Regions from separate parts of the Danio rerio genome. Here region 1 is linked to region 2. A link is a contact called in public Micro-C data. All regions are on one chromosome and are shown on one strand. Each heading gives the region's core, a stretch centred on a gene start, on an enhancer-like site or on the middle of the called end of the contact. The rest is flanking DNA. Distances are from core to core; before and after follow the strand shown. Region 1 holds the start of slc31a1 (solute carrier family 31 member 1). Region 2 holds the start of tia1 (TIA1 cytotoxic granule-associated RNA binding protein).

The links. Hi-C and Micro-C count contacts between places; a contact is called where the count stands out from the background.
Region 1: a Micro-C map of caudal fin shows a contact between it and region 2, with 4 times the contacts expected there. The contact joins the promoter of slc31a1 here to the promoter of tia1 in region 2. A contact is called at or near these places in 4 of 18 Hi-C or Micro-C datasets (caudal fin, embryo, hematopoietic stem cells and 1 more) and 2 of 4 datasets of contacts at active chromatin or transcription factors (caudal fin and embryo).

What each region holds. Positions count from the first base shown.
Region 1 is chr5:62,587,616-62,591,946 of GRCz12tu, forward strand. It overlaps slc31a1 (solute carrier family 31 member 1), which reads left to right and starts at 2,657. Exons shown (of 6, transcript NM_001320405.1): 1 at 2,657-2,830.
Region 2 is chr5:62,294,466-62,298,541 of GRCz12tu, forward strand. tia1 (TIA1 cytotoxic granule-associated RNA binding protein) reads right to left here and starts at 1,765. Exons shown (of 12, transcript NM_212628.1): 1 at 1,558-1,765; 2 at 511-607; 3 at 145-243. The coding sequence starts at 1,586. It overlaps tmem232 (transmembrane protein 232), which reads left to right and starts at 2,446. Exons shown (of 13, transcript NM_001100053.1): 1 at 2,446-2,627; 2 at 2,781-2,892. The coding sequence starts at 2,494. It overlaps trnag-ccc (transfer RNA glycine (anticodon CCC)), which reads right to left and starts at 2,078; the gene lies at 2,008-2,078.

The DNA.
Region 1 (4,331 bases), core at 1,407-3,906, 290 kb after region 2:
TTTGAAATTTCGTTTCTTTTTAAAATATTTTCAAGATGATGTTTAACAGAGCAAGGACATTTTCACAGTATGTCTGATAATATTTTTTCTTCTGAAGAAACTCTTATTTGTTTTATTTCGACTAAAATAAAAGCAGTTTTTAAATTTTTAAACACCAATTTAAGGTCAAAATTATTAGCCCCTTTAAGCTGTATATCTTTTCGATATTGTATAACAACGGTTTGTTCTGTAGACTAACTTGCCTAATTACCTAAACCTGTCAAGTTAACCTAATTAACCTAGTTAAGCCTTTAAATGTCACTTTAAGCTGTATAGAAGTCTTAAAAAATATCTAGTCAAATATTATTTACTGTCATCATTGCAAAGATAAAATAAATCAGTTATTAGAGATGAGTCATTAAAACTATTATGTTTAGAAATGTGTTGGGAAAAAAAATCTTCTCTCCGTTAAACAGAAACTGGGGGAAAAATAAACTAATAATTTAGGGGGGTTAATAGTTCCGACTTCAACTGTAAATATAAGTTATTAAGTGCAATTATGAAAAAAACTATGGTTATATTTACAGGTGCATGTACTATGAACATTATACACAGGTTATATTAACTATGAACAGATTTACAATAGATATGTACAGGTTGCTATAAATAATCGGGGGTATGTAGATAGATATAAGCATAATTATAATTGTATATGTACAGAGAGTATGTACAAATCAGGTATTTATATACAATAATTTAGTTTGAAGTTTGCATTCTCAGAGACCTGTAATAAGCATATGCATAATATATATATATATATATATATATATATATATATATATATATATATATATATATATATATATATATTAGTGCTGTCAATCGATTAAAAATTAACTAATTAATCACACTTTTTTTAATTAATTGCATTTAAAAGACTGAAATTTGTAATTTTGGCTATTCTAATGTAAAATTAATGTAAACGCCAGACAAAAACTGTTTAAAATCAAAATATCGTTTATTAGAATTTTTGTTTAACTTTATAACACAGATTTCTTCATAAAAACAACATACCCACAATAAACCATCAAGATCCTGGCTTGACAGCCATATTTATTGAAGAAATTAAAACACAGGCATGTTAATGCCATTTGAATTTTTAAACAATTAATGCCAATAAAGAAAAAATGTATTTCCATGTTGGATTCTAAGTGGACTGCAAAAAAATGCCAAAATAGGCATTGCAGATATGGAAAATGGAAAATTATAATAATATTAATAAAGTATTGAATACAAACAATTGTACTCATACACAACAGGGAAAAAAATGCAACTGCATTAATTGCATGAATTTTTTTAACGCGTTAAATATTTCAAATTAATCTCATACGTTAACGCACTAATTTTGACAGCACTAATATATGTATGTATACATACATACATACATACATATATGTATGTATGTATGTACATACAGCGGATGCCCTTCCAGCCGCAACCTATCTCTGGGAAACATCCACATACACAAACACTACGGACAATTTAGCCTACCCAATTCACCTGTACCGCATGTCTTAGGACTGTGGGGGAAACCGGAGCACCCGGAGGAATCACATGCGAATTCAGGGAGAACATGCAAACTCCACACAGAAACGTCAACTGAGCCGAGGCTCGAACCAGCGACCTTATATATGTTTTATTTTTTTTAGTTTAATTGTTTGTCACTTTAAGTTCTGAATTTAAATATCACAAAGCATTCATCCGAAACTTCAGTTCAGAACTTTTTATACCTGACACGATGTTTAGTTCAAACGAATATCTGTGATATAAGTTTACTAGCTGAGTAGCAACGCTAGAGGCTGCTATTTAGCTGAATTGTCACTATCATTCTTCCAAACACCTACTTTTCGTTCATTCAATATAATGTATTACACTAAGTTTTATAATTGTTAATTTTGTTCGTATGTGTATCGCTAATATTCGACGAGCAGGAAGCTAAATATGGAGTCTTATATAGTCTTCACAAATAAATAAAATGTTTGCTAACTTATATTGTCTAGCCTAAAGAATTTCAATGTAGAAATGAAATGTCTCGTGAAAACAAGACAGTTTTCACTCCGTTCAACGAAGGAATTTGTTGGAAGTTAAAGTCGTCACATGCGCATATATGTGCAAAACTATAAACATTGCCATTCTTTACATTACATTAACATCGTGGATAACTTGCCATGTGGCAACGGAAGTACGGAAAGTTTTCACATCACGTGAAACGTAACGGTAAACATGCCACAAAAAGCACCGGAAGCATTAATTTCCATGGCATCCACTGAAAATTTGTAATTTTCAAAACAATAAAATAGATTTTCTTCATTTTGAATTAATACACAAAATAGTAGGACCACGACTTCTTTTAAATCTGTGCTGAAAATGGTGGATTACTGATTTTCTTTCATCCTATTATCAGATTTCTTTAACAGTCTTCAACTTCTTTGATCTTGCTTTTGATGTTTCATTAGTGTTGTTGAAATAATGCTATTAAAATGATTCGCAATTACTTAACAATGTTAAGAAGAATAATACATGCGATTGGTGTGTCAGTATTACTGATAACGACTAGGAATACAAATCACTCGCTCAAGCTTTTCCCCTCATAGGACTTTTATTTTGGATTACGGTCAGTTTTGTTGCTGACTTCGTGCACGTTACTTCGCTGGGTCGGAGTATCTCGGTGCTGCTCTGTAGGAACAGTGCAAAGATTGGGTTCATTTACTATTTTCCCAAAACTAATGACCTTCAGTTGATATTAAAACACTAAAGGAACCGGTGGACGCGCTCGTCTCCTGCTGTTGAGGTTAGTTTTGTGTGATGTACTTTTTGTAATCTCTGTTGCTTTGACCTCTGAGAGACATGAAGCTCTGTTTGCAAGCGACTGTTTGTGATGTACATAAAGATTCTGTTGATTTGTGCTGAACAGCAAATTATGATGACCTGTAAACGCTATTATATTGTCAAAATAGTTGATCATGCTGGTTTTGGGTTCGGTTTTTTCACTTTTCGTAAACTCGAGTCATAAACCATGTGAATCTGCTATCCTGAGGCATAATTAACTGTAACCGCACTTCAACTTTGTTTTAGTGGCCTTGAAAAATATTTAAAGATACAAATAAAAGTAACACCTCAACAAAATAAAACATCTTTAGTAGAGAACACACAAGAAGAAATCCTTAAAGGGACAGTTATAAAATGAAAAGCTGTCATCATTCACTCACTCTTCACTTGTTTAAAACCTTTTTGACTTTTTTATCTTGTGAAATCGAAAGAAGAAATTTTGAAGAATGCTGGAGACTAAACATTGATTTCCATAGTGTTTTTTTTAATTTTTTTTTATGTACGTCAGTGGTTACAGCAGGTACACATATCTTTAGTGTAAGTAAATAAACCACACAGGGGCGGGTAAATATTGAGTAATTGTTTTAATTTTTAGTGGACTATCCCTTTAAGACCTGTTCTGGTGTGTTCATGACTCTGTTTACATGTCCATTTAGTATTTTTTTCTAAACATTTTGAGTTTTAAGGTTATGTCTTACTTTCTAATTATAATTTCATTAATGTGTTTATATTTTTTAGAACATCAAGTTTTTTCATTTATATAATTTCTTAATGACAGTTTTAACAATTATCAATCTTGATATTTTAAATGTTGTTTTACATCATGAAGATTAAAACATTCCTAAAATATTATTTTTTCTTTTAGTAATCTAAAAATCTATTAAATCTAGTATTTAATAAACACAATTTTTAATAAAACTTTTTGTTCTATTTTATGTCTTCCCCCAAATTCTGTTTTTATATTTTTATATTTTCCCAAATTGTTTTTTTTTTTTTTTTTTTAATGTTTTTTCAGTTCTAATGGTTAAAATCTATTTTAGTAATCAAAAAGCATGTTCAATTAAAAAAAACAACACAAAAGCTGCTCATTGCAATAACAGCTTTTTGGTGTGCATGTTAATTATTTTTTTCAAGCTTTGCTACAACAATATTTGGCCCCATGATGTTTCCACTTGTTTGTGATTTGCTGGATAAGGATTAAGGAAAAGGGAATTTTTCTGTGCATTTCTGTGTGGAGTTTGCATCCCCGTGTTGGTGTGGGTTTGCTCCGGTTTCCCCCACAAGTCCAAAGGAATGCACTAGAGGTGAATTGGGTAAGCTAAATTGTCTGTAGTGTATGAGTGTTAATACGCAAGTATGGATGTTTCCCAGTGTTGGGTTGCAGCTGGAAGGCATCTGCTGAATAAACATAATCAGGATAAGTTGACAGTTCATTATGCTGTGACAACCCCAGATCAATAAAG
Region 2 (4,076 bases), core at 515-3,014:
CTCCTTTTTAGTTCACACTGTACATCCAGTTCACAAGCTAAATATTGACCTCAAAATCATGTGGTCAAGTTTAATACACATAAGATTTTAACAGTCCCACCCTCCCGTCCCAGCCCAACTCACCCTGTAGATACGATAGCTTACCTTACCCATTATTTTACGCCCATTCATGGCTGCGAGCGAGGCCGCTGCGTGCCTATGTTCGAAGAACTCCACAAAGCAGTATGGATCGTTACCTGCCGTCTGAAAGCAAACAAGTACAATTAGACATCAAATTAATTTCTTATATCAAGTCTTTGAAAAAGAAACCTTGTTAATATGTAACATTAAAAGGGGAAATAAGGTGTTGCTTTTAAACATTACTAAAAGAGCATTTCAATATGGGCACAGTGTGTGTGTGTGTGTGTGTGTATTTATATACACACACACATACATACGTGTGCCTGTCTGTTTGTGTATCACAATGATGGTCAAAAACTTGCATTAATATACGTGTTAAAATATACTCACATCGACAATCATTTTACAGCTCTTGCAGGGGCCAATCTGACCAAAGAGCTGCATAATAAGGGCCTCGGTCACATCTCGAGACAGGTTTCCGACATACCTGCATTTAAAATAAGGTTTAATATTAAAAAGGAGGATAAGCAAATAAGAGTGAGTGGCCTGTTGAATTCAAGAAACCTTTATTTAAATCTATAATCTGATACACTAATTATAGGGGTCCAGGCACGCACTATGTGGCATCTTCAAGTACCTGAATCAAAATGATCCGCCTAATCTACATTACAAAAGAACTCGGTAGGCATGAGGACCCACGGGCCGCTACTTAACCTTAAAAACCTCATTAGCCATCCGGCAACGAGCTGCTTATTATTATCGTATGTACAGGTTTCAAACAAAGACATGACAAAACAGAGCAGAGGAGCACGCACGAGCGCGCAGCCAGCAACAAAAGCCCTCACTGTCGGATACGAGCAGTCTGATAAGACCAAAATAAGAACCATTTTAACATATATTAATCTATATTTACATTCGGGCTGAGTGTCAACAGTTTAAACATTGTGCGTTATAAATACATATCTGAACGCATGAGACGGATTCTTTGTCTACCAAAGCTGTAAAGACAATGAGCTTTCAGTAAGTACAAGGCAACTTCACGCACTCAAACACAGACAGCAGTGTGCGAGTGTGTGTGCTCGCGCCGTGCTCTGGCCTCTAAAGGCCTGCTGCAATTATCCAAATTAACTCACTAACTAGCACATGGTGTGCGAGATGCTTTAAATCACACGACTGGCCTTTGTCTCCCGATATTGAGCCCTAAATCTAGTGTGAATTTTTCATTCCAGCATTCAGGGCTTTTGTTTGGGGCTCAGATTTTACACGTCTGCTTTGTGGTTGTAGTTCCTTTAGCATCACAGTCAGGACTGCTTAGAGCTGCCGTTACGCGTCAGTTAAGAGAAATGACAAAGCAGAGAGTGTTTTTTTTAAACTATGGCTTGGCATGATGTGAAGTTGGCTGTCTAAAGTACTAGAGTATAATGCCGATATACGTACAGGGTCTTGGGCTGCTCGTCGTCCATCATATTTTCCTGATAGAATTAAGACACCGAACCCTGAGAGAAACTCCTCTTGTGTCGATTGTGAGATGATCTCGCGTTCCACCCGTGTCTCGCTTTTTCCAGTGTTGTTACCCTCTCTGATCTCCGTCAAACCTGTTATAATGAGAGTAAATGTGAAATGCCGCCTCGGCTGACTCCAGTTATGAACAATGGAAAGGCGACATAAGATGGCGGAGGAGCCGGACCGGAAATGCAAGCGCGCATGCGCGTACCAAGTACAAAGCGCACAAAAAAGCAAGCTTTGAAAATGTGCTCAAATGCTAACGCACTGTTTATTAAACCGTAACTTTTGTGCATTACATTGCTAGTTTAGACGTGTAACGTTACCAATTGTAATATGATTTAAAAAGGTAGGAGACTACGTAGATTCGTGACAAAAAGTAAGTGCGCCGCCCGGGAATCGAACCCGGGTCGCAAGAATGGGAATCTTGCATGATACCACTACACCAGCGGCGCTCTATGGGAAGGGGAGTAAATGTCCCTAATAATTGATGATCAAACCATGAAGGGAATATTTCAGGAAGGGAATTTTTTTAAGTAAAATTGTCAAAATTACGCTTTCCTCGTGGAGAATGCTTTTTGTCTAATTATGAATTGTGAATTATTAGATCAGAAACATATTAACCATTGGATTTTAAGGTGGCAGAAAATGTATAATACAAAATTAACGTTTCGAGCACAGTCTACGTTTAGGACATTTGCATCGCAATCAATTTGAAAGGTTGTGTATATTCTAATTTCATAAAATAAAATGTATTTTAATTATATGGTGTTGTTGACAAAGTAACCATGGCAACCTTTCAACTAGGTTTTTGCGTTGTGTGCTTTTTTATCAACGTACAGTGTCTGGTTGACTGCTGAATGTATCAGTATGCCTATACTCAAAATTCCTATTAAACATCATTTAGGAATAGTTTCTCAATCTCAACTCGAACAATTAATAAAACGCCACAGAAAAAAGAGAGAAGAAACTGGAAATGTTAGTGCAAGAAAAAAAATCAAACGGTAGGTATAAAATTCAAAAGGTAAGTAAATGATTTGCTATCCAAAAATAAACCATTTATCCATTCAACTATATTATTATTATTATTTTTAGTAGTAGTAGTAGTATTGACACAAAACTGACAGTAAATAGGACTTTTCTTTCTTATTTTACAGAAATCCCCTTGAAACAACAGAAGACTTTATTGAAAAATACAATCAAGTACAAGGTAGCAAGGAGCAGGAAAAGTATGAAAACCTTGCAAAAGAATTCCTTTGTCGATGGAAGGTATTAAAATGTTTCACACACATTTATATAGAAGAAACATAATGACAAAGTAGGCTAATTCAAATCTACAATGCATTATATCAATACAGTATTACAATAAAAAATGATACACATATTATCCCTGTACATAAAACCCTCAATCGGTTTTAGAGCTTTATGAGCTTTTATGTTTAGTACTAAAGAAGGTAATTTTAAGAAAGATGAAAACCTGCAACCATTGACTTCCATTTCCAAATTAATACTATAGAAGTCAATAGACCCTTTCACACAAACAGACTTTTGGAAACGGACCATGTGTGAACAGGCCCTTTAAAAAAATAATGGTAAATATGTTCTGCCGGAAAGAGAAGTTGTAACATTACAATTTCCCGAATGCTGCTCTGTGTGAACCAAGCGGCAACCTCCCACACTCCCTCGGGAAACCAGTATGGAAGTAACTAAAACTGCTATTCATTAATTCGCCTTTGGGGGTTGGGTCCATGAAATCCAGATGATTTCTGACTGCAATGGTATATTTGCCAGTTTTACAGCTGATAAAAACATGTTTACAGCCTGGTATAAAGATGGTTTTAGTCCATATAGCTAATACCCTTCATGACAACTGTAAGGAGGGTGATTTTTTTTTTTATAACTCAACCGTTTAATTTTATTAAGTCTGCATAATTAAGGGCCCCACTTAAGCGACAGCTAGGTCTCACTGCTCGCCATCTCGTCACCTCAGCTGATTCCGGCTGATTAGCAACTGAACTCGGCATATATATATCTAATTTTTTTGTTGTTTTATGTGGCTTCACACAGTCAGTTGCTTTTTTAAATTATTTCCTACAATTATCAGATACTTTAGCATGCAGTGTGCACTTAATTGTTCTCACAAACCATTTAAGTTGCCTCCATTTCCCAGGTGAGTGAAATTTTTATACATATCTATAAATGTATTTGTTTTACTTAAGATCATTTATCATATATAATTTTTTTTAGACCTGTAATGCACTTCAGAATCTGAATACTTCTGGATACTATGCCCATAACTTACAGTCTATGGTGTGAACAGAAGGAAATTTGTCAGAAACAATGCTCTGACATGAGACGTCTACTCTACAGTTTATGAAAATAAAAGCCTTTGAATCCTTATCCAGACACTTTAAGCTGCTGCATTTTAATCAAATAACGTTTCTGGTGTCAAC